Linked DNA regions of Sus scrofa: region 1 is linked to region 2. A link is a contact called in public promoter capture Hi-C data. All regions are on one chromosome and are shown on one strand. The core of a region is the stretch at or near the end of the contact, and the rest is flanking DNA. Distances in the headings are between cores, read along the strand shown.

What was found. Promoter capture Hi-C pulls out the DNA fragments that hold promoters and counts their contacts.
Region 1: a promoter capture Hi-C map of liver shows a contact between it and region 2, with 7 times the contacts expected there. The contact joins the promoter of RBM33 here to the promoter of LMBR1 in region 2. A contact is called at or near these places in 1 of 5 promoter capture datasets (liver) and 1 of 2 datasets of contacts at active chromatin or transcription factors (alveolar macrophages).

The regions. Positions count from the first base shown.
Region 1 is chr18:2,673,038-2,678,888 of Sscrofa11.1, reverse strand. RBM33 (RNA-binding protein 33) reads left to right here and starts at 2,685. Exons shown (of 20, transcript XM_021079037.1): 1 at 2,685-2,830. The coding sequence starts at 2,788.
Region 2 is chr18:1,792,059-1,798,162 of Sscrofa11.1, reverse strand. It overlaps LMBR1 (limb region 1 protein homolog), which reads right to left and starts at 2,701. Exons shown (of 17, transcript XM_021079157.1): 1 at 2,417-2,701. The coding sequence starts at 2,482.

The DNA of each region.
Region 1 (5,851 bases), core at 1,436-3,935, 880 kb before region 2:
TCCTGGTTGTTTTGAGGTCTCCTTTGTGGATGCTGTTCAGTTTCCCCACATGTGCCTAGGTGTGGATTTATTTTTCCTGCTTGATGTTTTTATGCCTCCTGTATTTGTGGGTTTATATCTTTCATCTGTTCTTAAAAGGAATCATCTTTTTAATGTCTCTTTTCCATTCTCTATATTCTCTACATTTTGGAACTCCAATTTGTCATGAATCTGATATTCTCGTTCCACTCTCCCAAATTCCTTCCTTCCTCCTTTCTTTTTGATTGCAACCACAATATATAGAAGTTCCCGAGGCAGGGATCAAATCCAAGCCATAGCTTCAACCTACAGTTGTGCCACAGCTGCAGCAACACCAGATCCTTAACCCACTGTGCCATGGCAGGAACTCCAACAATGACATTTTAAAACAATTTTCTCTTTGCTCCTTTGTTTTGAAGCAATAAAAACTTACCAAGTTCAACAGACAGTAAAATAAAACACTTTTATTCTGAACCACTTGAGAATAAGTTCATGACTTATGCCCTGTCACCCCAAGTACTTGTGTAAAAGGAAAGAACCAATCTGACTCCACATTGGATTTTTTTTTTTTTTTACTTTAACCTTTGTACTCTATTGAGTTTACTGTACGTTAATCACTAAAAGAATGTTGCCTATAACTTGAAATATGCAGGACAGCCCATTCTCAAGGATCTGATCTTTAAAGGTCTAACACTTCTCCATCCATGTAGCAGAAAAAAAAGCTGCAGAATAGAGAGTAGCGTTTGTCTTGGTGGAGATTTATAGGAAGACTGTGACCAGACCCAGGGGACAGCTTCAAGAACAAAGGATTCTGGTACCAAGAAGTTTGCAACAAGCAACCACAACCGTTCCTCTTTTAGTATAAAAGAAGGCGGTTCTTTGTGACGTGATCTTCTTGGTCTGCTGGCTTGGTGAATACAACGACTTGTCTCTCCGTTTATTGGCCTGGCATGGGAAAGTGGTATGAGAGTGGTAACAGTTTAGTCTGCACTCTCTACAAAGACATACCACTTACAATCATCAAAATAAGGAAGTTAATTTTGCTGTATTACTCCCATCTTATCTTCAGACTCTGGATTTTTGCAAGTTGTTTCAATAACATTCATTACAGTGAAAGGATCCAGTTCAGAATCATGTATTGGATTCAGTGGTCATGTCTTTTTTTTTTTTTTTTTTGTCTTTTTAGGGCTGCACCCACAGCATAGGGAGGTTCCCAGGCTAGGGGTCTAATTGGAGCTGTAGCTGCTAGCCTACGCCAGAGCCACAGCAACGCCAGATCCGAGCTGCATCTGCGACCTACACCACAGCTCATGGCAACACCAGATCCTTAATCCGGCCAGGGATCGAACCCAAAACCTCATGGTTCCTAGTCAGTTTCCTTTTCGATGTCCCACGACAGGAACTCCGGTCATGCCTTTTCTTCTTCAGTCTGAAACACGTCCTCTGGTTTGGCTTTCATAATTTTGACACTCGAAGATTAAAGGCCAACTGTTTTGTGGTATGTCCCCCATTTTTTTGGTCCTTACTTTTTCGAGATTAGACTCAGTGAGGTATCTGTGACAGGATTTTATCACAGAAGCGATGCTGTTTCTTCTTACTGCATCCTTTCCGGTGGCACACAATTCAGATTTACCCCATTCCTGAAAATTTTTACTTCCTTCAGTTAAGGTGTTTCAGAGGCTTTTCCACCTGAAATTATTCTTTTCCACTAACAGTGCAGCGCTCCCCTGTGCCACTTGCAATTCTGGAATCCTAAGAAGTCCTTTGACACCTCCGAGCCAAGGTCTTTGCTCAGCCTTCTCTTTCCACCCTTTCCTTTCCCCATAAGCCCTACATTCATTGTTACTGAAGCAACCTTTGCAGCTTGCGTGTTCTTAAAGGCCTCATTACATCCGCACCGGTCTTCCCCGTCCCCAACTGCCAACAAGTCAGAAGTCGCCTTCGGATGCCTGATCCCAAGCATCCCTCAGCCTTCTACAACTCTTATCTCCCAGGACCCTTCCCTTAAGGTCACTTGTTAGCATCCCGCTGTGGACAAGTCTTGCGGCTCAAACGCTACCTCTCGCGCACATGTCGCTACGGCGGCCGTTCCGGCCGCACCCGCTCAGCGCACCTGCCTCCGCCGCAGACCCCCCAGTGCGCATGCCCGGCACCACCCCCACGGCGTGCTCGTCCCCGCTGTCAGCCCGCAGCGCAGTTTACTCCGCCCCCCGCCGCGCGCCGCACAGTCCAGACACAGAAAGCAAGCTCCGGCCCCATTACCGGGCGCGGGATCTCCTCCCTCACTCTTCCAACGGGACCTCCGCCGGCCGTAAAGCTCGGCGCCAACTGCTGCAAAGCGACTCACGACAGAGCCCGGGGCCGAACTACGGCGGGCCGCCGCCCCCGCCCCCTTCAAACATTGGGGTTTCTGGAGCGGAACGAGGCGGCCGCTGGTGTGTTTGCCTTCCGCCCTCGGCCTGCGTCCCTCGGAGGCGGCTCGGAGCCGCCGCGGCCTGCAGGGGAGGCCCCGCGCCGGTGCCTCCCGGCCGCCATCATCCCGGCGTGCACCTCGGCGGCGGGCCGAGCCGGCGGCCATGTTGCGATAGTTTGTTGTTTTCTTCCTGCGGAGGAGCAGGCCGGAGGGGCCCGCGACCCGCCGGCCGCGCCGCCCCCCGCGCCCCCGGCCCGGCCCGCCGCCCCGGCCCGCCGCCCCCCGTCCTCCCTGCGCGTCCCCGGGCCCCGGCTGGCTTGGTGGGGCGAGGCTGAAGGCCGGGCCCAGTGCACACCATGGCGACCGCCCTGGGAGCGGGCGGAGGAGCCGGCGCCGGAGGTAAGGGAGGCGGCGCCGCGCGGGAGGCGGCTGTGGCGGTGGGGGTTCCGGGGGCCGCTCCTGGCCGTCGGGGGTCTGGTCCCCTGAGAGGCGGGCGGGGGTCGGGCCTCGGCGTGCCCGCCGCCCTGGCGTCGCCAAGCGCCAGGCCCACCGGAGGCGGGGCGCCGGCCTGGGTGGGGGGCAGCTGTGGCCCCGGGAGGGTGGTCCCGACGGTTCCGGGAGGTTTCCAGGCCGGTGCCGCAACCGGGCCAGACCGAGGACGGGTTCTGAGAGAGCGGTCTCCGCGAGCTGCTCTCGTGCTCTGGGAGCTCCTCAGTCGTGGGGTACGAGCCCACTAGTGCTGGGTTATCAGCACCTTGCAGACGTGGGAACCGGACCGAAGAGGTTTAGATACCGGTGCAGTGCCTTTGGGTGTTTCCTTCGTTGTCCAAGCGTAGATGAGTTCGAGAGGGTACTTAGTGAAAACACATTTCAGGTAAAATCACTTTTTGGTTGGAACCCCATTTTGTGGATGGAGGGCTTTTTTTTTTTTTTTTTTTTTTAATAATGGGAAAAAAAACCCACTTGAAAGTGACTTGTATGACTGTTCGAAAACTTTGATGAAGGAGCCCCTTAGATGATGAAAGTATGAACCGCGACAGCATTTGAGGTTGTTTTCGTTATTGAGACGTGTAACCATCCTTTTGTGTATTTTTTTTTTTTTTTTAGTGATGCTTGCTTATGAGCACGTTGCCATAGTCCTGCCTAGGACTTTGAGACGCTGCTTTGGCAAAATGAGACCAAACGCAGCAATGTCGCTCCTGGCAGTACGATTTGGTGTAGACTTTTTATTTATTTATTTATTTTTTGGTCAGATGACTTTTGCGTGTTAGAGCTGAAGCTTTCCAGTTAAAGTTTGAAAAGATGTGTTCTTTTCTTAGTTGGTTGCTTTCTGGCGGTCAAAGTCGTGGTTTTGTATCCTTGTCACAGTATAGTCTGGAAACTCCTGGGTCAGGACTGGTTTCATTAATGCTAAGGTTATTTGCATGTTTCACCCCTCTGAGCATCGAGGAGTTTTCCCGAGGCTGTGTGACACGTGAACGCTTTGTCGTGTAGACGGGTGAGGGAATGTGTTCTTATGTTTTCATGTTTCTCATTTTTACTTTCGAAGGAAGCAAATGTCAGTGAATGCAGTCCACAGAAACAGAAGCTTTTTGGCGGCCTCAGTAAATCTGAGTCCAGAAAGTTTGGGAATTGCTATTTTAGGGGGTTAGGTAGGCTTGATCCTTTGTGATTTTTCCCTAGTGCCTGGTTTCCCATCGCTCTTAGTCTAAAGGCAGACTCGAGGCACCGAGGCGCGTGAGTTCTGCAGGCTCGGCCCCCCGCCTCCCCAGGCTGTTGGTCAGCCTGCCCTCCCTCTGGTCTCCTTCAAGCTCCTTGCCAGGCCGATCTTCTGTCCCACGTGTGTCTATCTCTTCCTTTCGTGCCTCCCTCTCCTTGGTTCGGTGGCACCCTAGTTTCTTCAGAACATTTATGGCAGTTTGTAATTTTATTTGGTTATTTCCTTTTTTAAAACGTCTCTTCTTAACAAGACTATGTTAAGTAGTCTGTAAGCCCCTTGAGGACAGGAATGCTGCATGTTTTACCTTCCTTGTATTCCAAGTTCCTGGCATGTTCAACAAATATTTGAGGAGTGAATGAAAGTGAAAACTTTTCTCTCTGAATCCCTTTGCACCCTGTTGGCAAACGTAAGTTGCACATTTACAGCTGTGTGGCCTTTTACGGTTTAAGGTGGAATCACGTATTCCTTAGTTGGCTTTGTTCACGTAGGATTAGGTCTTGGCATGGAGTTCCTGTTGTGGTGCAGCGGAAATGAATCTGACTAACATCCGTGAGGATGCAGGTTCGATCCCAGGCCTCACTCAGTGGGTTAAGGATCCGTTGTTGACATGAGCTGTGGTGTAGGTCGCAGACATGGCTCGGATCCTGAGTTGCTGTGGTTGTGGTGTAGGCCAGCAGCTGCAGCTCCGATTCAGCCCCTAGCCTGGGAGCTTCCATATATGCCATGGGTGCAGCCCTAAAAAGACAAAAACAGTAAAAAAGAAGAGTAGGTCCTGGCAGTCTCTTCTGTGGTAATAGGTGAGAGTTAGTATGGGTCCACCATTTATTGATTAGCTGTTTTTGTATTGATGGGCATTTGGCTTATATGTTCTTTTTTACTACAGACGCCTCTTGGTGTGCTTAAACCAATATTTCTGAAGGCGTGATTCCTCTAGAAGTGGAAATAAGGTGGTGAAAGCTATATGTATTTAAAGTTGTGGTGGCTGTTGTCAAGTTGTCTTCAAGTTGGTACCATTTTACCCGCTCCATCAGTAGTGTATGAATGTACTCCATTTCCCATAGTCTTCTAAGAATCTTTTTGATAATCTCTTGAGGCAGGAAGATAGCCTCAATATTGTGATTTATATTTTCCTGATTGCTACTGAAATTAAACATCTTTTCATGCATTATATTTATTTATTTTTCTGTGACTTGCCTGTTTGTATCATTTGTCTTTTTTTAATTGGGTGGTTGATCTCTTCGTTATTATTTTAAAATACTTTGTTATGTTAGGATTATAAACCCTTTATTGTGCTTGCTCATTAACCTTGCTTTTTTAAACTTTTCACTGAAAGTTTTAAAGTTTTACCTTATGAAATATCTTGCCACTTAAAAAATTTTCTTTTGACATATAGTTGACTTATAAAGTTGTGTTAATTTCAGGTGACTAGCAAAGTGATTCATTTATACGTATTTATGTTCTTTTTCAGATTCTTCTCCTGTCACTTGTTTTTATGCATCTTTTTTCATACTGGTGTCTCCTTGCCAAGAGTTCTTTTATGCTTTTAACATTGTATGCTTCTGTGCTTTTTTTATATTTAGCTTTTATTCCATATGGAATTTTATTTTGGGTGTGGTGTGAATTTGGGGCTTCTAATGGTTCTGATACAATTTATTGAATTCTCATCTTTTCTATCGTTATATTAAATTCTTGTTCATAGT
Region 2 (6,104 bases), core at 1,452-3,951:
AGTGGGCATGAGGAGGGGGAGACCTAAGGCATCTAAAATCAGTGCTAAAACTGAGGTGCTTCTAGCGTAGTAGTCAAAAATAATAAAGCTCCTGGCTACTGTAACATCGATCCAAATGATAGAACATCTGATTAACTTAAAGCCAAAAACAAACAGACAAGTGGAACAGCACAGAGGCATCCACAGAATGAAAAAAGTTCATAGATATTTATATGTATACATAGAACCATAGATATATGACCAGAGTGTCAAGTCCGGAAAGCATAAAGAACTACTGCAAGTCAATACTAAAAAGATGAACAGGTTTATAAATGGGAAAAAGACTTGAAGACTCTTCACACAAGGTTTCCAAATGACCAATAAACATATATGACAAATATATATGTTCAAATTCATTATCATCAGGGAAATGTAAATAACATCTTCTGTGGATTAAACACCATGACACACTTACTATAATGGCTAAAATTAAAAATTAAAAAAAAAAACCAGAAAACACTAAGTATGGTACAGCTGGGAAGCAAATCACACCTTTCCTACAGAGCTGGTGGAAGTGTAAATTGGTACCACATACTGTGGCAAACTGTTTAAAAGTATCTACAGAAGTGCTCTCTGTGGCACAGTGGGTTAAGAATCTGATGGCAGCAGCTCGAGTTGCTGCAGAGGCAAGGGTTTGGTCCCTGGCCAGGGAACTTCCATATGCCACAGGTGGGACCACTGGAAAAATAATTATAATAAAGTTGAGGTCAGTGATACTTTAAAATAAATAAATAAAAGTATCTACAAAGATGAACAAACAACCTATAACCTAGAGCTCCCATCTCTAGGTACAGACCTAACAGAAATGTATACACAAGTTCACCAAAACACATGTACAAAAATATAGGCCAAACCTGAAAACTACTGAAGTGAACATCAACCGTAAAATAAAAACAAACTGTGCTAGTCATACAGCTACATCACTGAGAATGAACTATAACCATAGACAACATAGAGGAATTTCACCAACATTGCTAAGTGAAAGAAATCAGACCTAAACGAGCGCGCTCCTGTAAGGTTCCATTTATATAAAAGTTCAAAGATAAGCTCATCTATTTTTTTTTTTTCTTTTTTTAGGGCTGCACCTGCAGCATATGGAAGTTCCCAGGCTAGGGGTCAAATCCGAGCTGTAGCTGCCGGCCTACACCACAGCCACAGCCGTTCGGGATATGAGCTGCATCTGAGACCTACACCACAGCTCACGGCAACACAGGATCCTTAACCCACTGGGTGAGACCAGGGATCCAACCTGCATCCTCATGGTTACTATTCAAATTTGTTTCCACTGAGCCACAACGGGAACTCCAAGCTCAACTATTAAAGCCAGGACAGTGGTTACTCTTGATGGAGTGGAGAGCAACTGGACCAGGAAAAGGGACGGGATGCTAGTGACACTCTGTTTCTCAGTGTTCAGGATTACACAGGGGTGTTTGGTTTGAAATGCTTCAAGCTGAAGATGTATGATTACGTACTTCTTTATTTTAGCTCCAAATAAAAAATTAAACTAAATCTGCTGTATCAAATGCTACCAGTTCAGACTCTGTATCTCTTGACTCCAAGGTATGACTTGGCAAAGTGACTCTCAATTTTCAAGATCAATAACTACACAAACCAGGAAATTCCCAACCAGAAGTTTTTCACCAAAAACCAAGAGAGTGACTGGATTTGACAGAAATTGGAAGAGGGGAGAGGTAAATACAAATACATACAGTTTATGTTTTTCATTGTTACGAAAACACAAATAAGCACAGCCATAATGTGTCCCGGTGCATCACGAAAAGGTAAAAACGTCAAAGCAGATTTCCAAAGCCAAGCCCTGCTTCCTGACCCCTGCCAGCAACGCAGGAGAGAGGGGACCGAGGAAGGATGACTTCCTCAAGCAGCTGCTTCCAGCACAAAGGACGGTCGCTCAGCCCGCAGTCCCATCAGCCGCCAGCCTCCACGCCGAGACGGAAGGTTTGGGTTCGGCACCAGCAGGGAGGAGGGCGACGGGCGAGGGCGGGACGGAGTGTGCAAACCCGGGCGAGCCACCCAGCCGCCCTGCGGATGCCGCCCTCACCGCGCCAGCGAGGGGCCCGCCCGCACACCTGCCCACGGAGCCGGCCGCGCGCGCGCCAGGCCACGGAGCGTGGGCGCGGGCCCCGGGTCGTCCACCGCCGGGAGGGCGGACGCCGCCACCTCGCCCGGAAGAACACCGGATGAGGGGGCGCAGGTGGCCCCGAAGCGCTCCCGGCGGGGGGCGGGGGGGAGACAGGTGAGTGGATGGAGGGCAGGTGGGCGCGGGGCGGGGGCGGAGCCGGGGGCGGGGAGGTGGCCCTGGGGAGGCCGCCGCCGGGGGACGGGGAGGGACGCAGGGGGCCGCGCGGGGGGCGCTCACCGTGGACTCCCGCACTTGGCTGTGGAAGTGCTGCTCCCGCGCCGACACCTCGTCCTGCCCTTCCATCCTCCTTCATGCCCGCCGCCGCGTCGCCCGCGTCCGCGCGCTCCGCCGCACCATCGCCCGCCGGCCCGAGGGGCTGGACGGCCGCGCCGGAGCGGGCGGACCGACGGCCGCTTCGGGGACCGCGACCACGACCCCAGCCGCTACCTCAGCCGCCGCCTCAGGAGAAGCCGCTCGGACTGCTGAGGGCGGGCACCGCGCGGACCGGGGCGGGGCCGGGGCGGGGCTTGACGTCAGAAGAAGGCGCCGCGCGTCAGAGGAGCGCGCCGCCGCGCCTGAGGGGCCCAAGGGCCTGAGGCCGAGGGGCGGGGTGTGGGCGTGGCTACGGGCCATTGGTCACGCCCCCAGGGAGGCGGGCTTGCGCCGGAGGGATTGCTGTCGGGAGGCCCAGAGAAGGGCTAGGTGTTAGGGCCGGGTTGCAGCGCCCCTTGACTCTACTGCGAGGGTGAAATAACGGAGGTTGGCGCGCCAGCGCACGGGTTCAATAGGAGTTATCCTTTACCGCAGCTGCAGTCGGCCCTCGCCCAGCGCCAGCCCCGCTGCAGAGCACTTGGCGGAGTCCGGCAGGAGGTCTCCCACGGAAACGTTCCCTCTGCCAAAGTGAAGGTCGGAAACCAGAGGTTCAGGACGCGCTTTGGGCGGAAACCGCGGAAACCTGGCTTCTCTGGGTCCGATAAGGGCCTTGAGCTGCCAAGGTCTTGGGCTTGCCCACCTGGAAAACGCAGATAGCTCGGAATGTGAGGTCCTTGCCAAATCCAGGGCGATCGGGGCGACCCTGCTGAGACCCTACACCGAAGGTTCACTTGGGGGGCCACCAAACGGTGATTCATCCCCATTCTGCATTAAGTATCTTTTATTGTTTGGGTTTTTTGCGATAAAAATGAACTTGAAGGCGTATTTATCATATTACCTTCGGATTTTTTTTTAAGCAATAAGTCACTTAGGAGTTCCCTGGTGGCCTGGGGTTAAGGATCCTGCATTGTCACTGCTGTGGAGCAGGTTCGACCCCTGGCCCGGAAACTTCCACATGCCCCCAGCATAGCTAAAAAAAAAAAGTCACTTAAATTACTGCAGGCTGTGATTTTGTGGCATCTCTGAGAATTCTTGGAAAGTGAGAAAATCTACAAATTGCTTTCAAATTTTTATAATAGATATTAATTTAGATTTTGAAGTATATTTTTGTGATTTTGAAATTTTTTTCAAGAATCCAACTTTTTTTTTTTTTTTTTGGCTTTTGTCTTTTTAGGGCCACACCTGCGGCATATGGAGGTTCCCAGGCCAGGGGTCTCATCGGAACTACAGCTGCTGGTCTACACCACAGCTCAGGGCAATGCTGGATCCTTAACCCACTGAGCAAGGCCAGGGATCGAACCGGTAACCTCATGGTTCCTAGTCGGATTCATTTCCACTGTGCCACAATGGGACCTCCAAGAATCCAACTTTTTTAATGAGCCATGAAAAGCTTACAGGCCCCCCCAAAACTGTGCCTCTGATGCCTTATGCCAGAAAATGTCGGTAGTGAGGTCGTGGAGAATATGAGGCTTGTTCTGAGCCTACTAGTACTCTTGCTACCATAGGCTGATAAGAAACCAGGAGTAACTTCCCCCTGGTTAAATTCAGTGTTCGTCTTTATTTTTTAGATGTCTCAGAGCCCTAAAGAACCAGGAAAAGACAAAGAAGCACCTTTTTTTCGGAACATTCAGTTTCTGGGAGCTGGGTAACTTCCTGAATGACACGAAGACCTGGATAATTTCAGGGTCATCTCGCAAATCAGGGGGCGATCGGATCTGATTTTAAGATGTGTGACCTTATGCCTGTGTTCCAGAAAGTGGAAGCATATGGCATTGCTCATCTTTCTAACTCAACACTCCAGCTCTCTGGACCTTTTAATTTTCTTATGCAGCTGTGTATAGACGTTCACCCCCGCTTTGATCTAGTTTTTCCCTGTCTTTGGTACCTCAGTGCTCAGCTCAGGGTGGTAGACCTCAAAGTGGCCACAAGCTCTTCCCCGCACACTCCCCCCTTTGCCTTGTGGCTTTGCCTGATCTCCCAGCAAGGAGTGGACCCTGTTTCCCCCACTTGACTCTGGGCCTTGCACATGTAAATTGCTCTGGCTAAAGGGATCTTATAAGACAGGAAGCGGAGCTGCTGCTGTGGTTCATCGGGTTAAGAACCCAGCAGTCTCCATAGTCTCCGTGAGGATGCAGGTTTGATCCCTGGCCTCACTCAGCAGGTTAAGGATCCATCGTTGCTGAAAGCTGGTCACAGACGAATGGCTCAGATCCAGTGTTGCTGCTGGTGTAAGCCAGCAGCTGCAGCTCCCGTTTGACCCCAACCAGTGAACTTCCATATGCCGCAGGTGTGGCCGTAAAAAGAAAAATAAAATGAAATAAAATAGGAAGCTATTGAGAGGTGCTTGTGCCTTAAGGCTTGCCCCTTCTTGTGGCCCCTGGGCACCCTCCAACTGTCACTGTGTAAAAAGTCTCGCCCAAACCGGAAATGGATGGGCCAGTTATCTCTGTCACCCCAGCTGACACTCTCTCCTATGCATCCCCCTAAAACATGAATCCCACAAAAGGCAGGTGTTACCCTCTGCTGAAAGCACTGCAATGCAGCATTCTCATTAACTGAAGAATAAAATCAGACTCCTTAACCGGCGTTTAAGACTTTGACTTTTGGGGATTCCCCCCCACACCCATTCCACCTGTTCTCCCCACTTCACTCCCTAAAGAGCCCTTTCCTGCAGCCTGGCTTCCTCCTCTGTCCTTCCATTGCCAAGGCCAAGAACTTTCACCCTTTCCATGCCCTCTTTGCCCCAGTTCACTTTCCGTGCCACCACTCTTCAAGGTCCACACCAAAACTTCCCATCTCTGCAAAGTCTTCCCTGCCAACCCCCACACTCGGAGCCTTCTGACTCTGCCTGGGTGGATTCTTGAGAGGCTCCCAGAGAACCCGGCCTCCTGTGATTTAACCACCAGCCACGCTGTGAGGCCTCACCTGCTTGTGCTCCTGGGCATCATGCTATGCTTTCCAAGATATTAGACAGGGCGCTGCTTGGGCTTCCGGGAAGAAATAATTTTGCACCATCTTCCTTAAGGTAATATCATGAAGAGACATTAAACTACTGCAGGTTGACGTCAATCATTGAAGTTCATGGGCTCTAATAAATTGTCAGGTACCATCTTCCTCAGCTTTAGTTACTCATCCTAGCGCTTTTTTTTTTTTTTCTTCTAGCATCTGCACATCAAATTTAGGAGGGAGGAGTTCCCGTTGTGGCGCAGTGGTTAACGAATCCGACTAGGAATCATGAGGTTGTGGGTTCGGTCCCTGCCCTTGCTCAGTGGGTTAACGATCCGGCGTTGCCGTGAGCTGTGGTGTAGGTTGCAGACGCGGCTCGGATCCCGCATTGCTGTGGCTCTGGCGTAGGCTGGTGGCTACAGCTCCAATTCGACCCCTAGCCTTGGAACCTCCATATGCCGCGGGAGCGGCCCAAGAAATAGCAAAAAAAAAAGACAAAAAAAAAAAAAAACAAATTTAGGAGAGAAATGGGTCAAAGCAGGGGAGTCAGGGAGAGGAACGATCAGTCAGAAGAAGCTCGTCACGCAGAAAGAGTAAAAACGTCTAG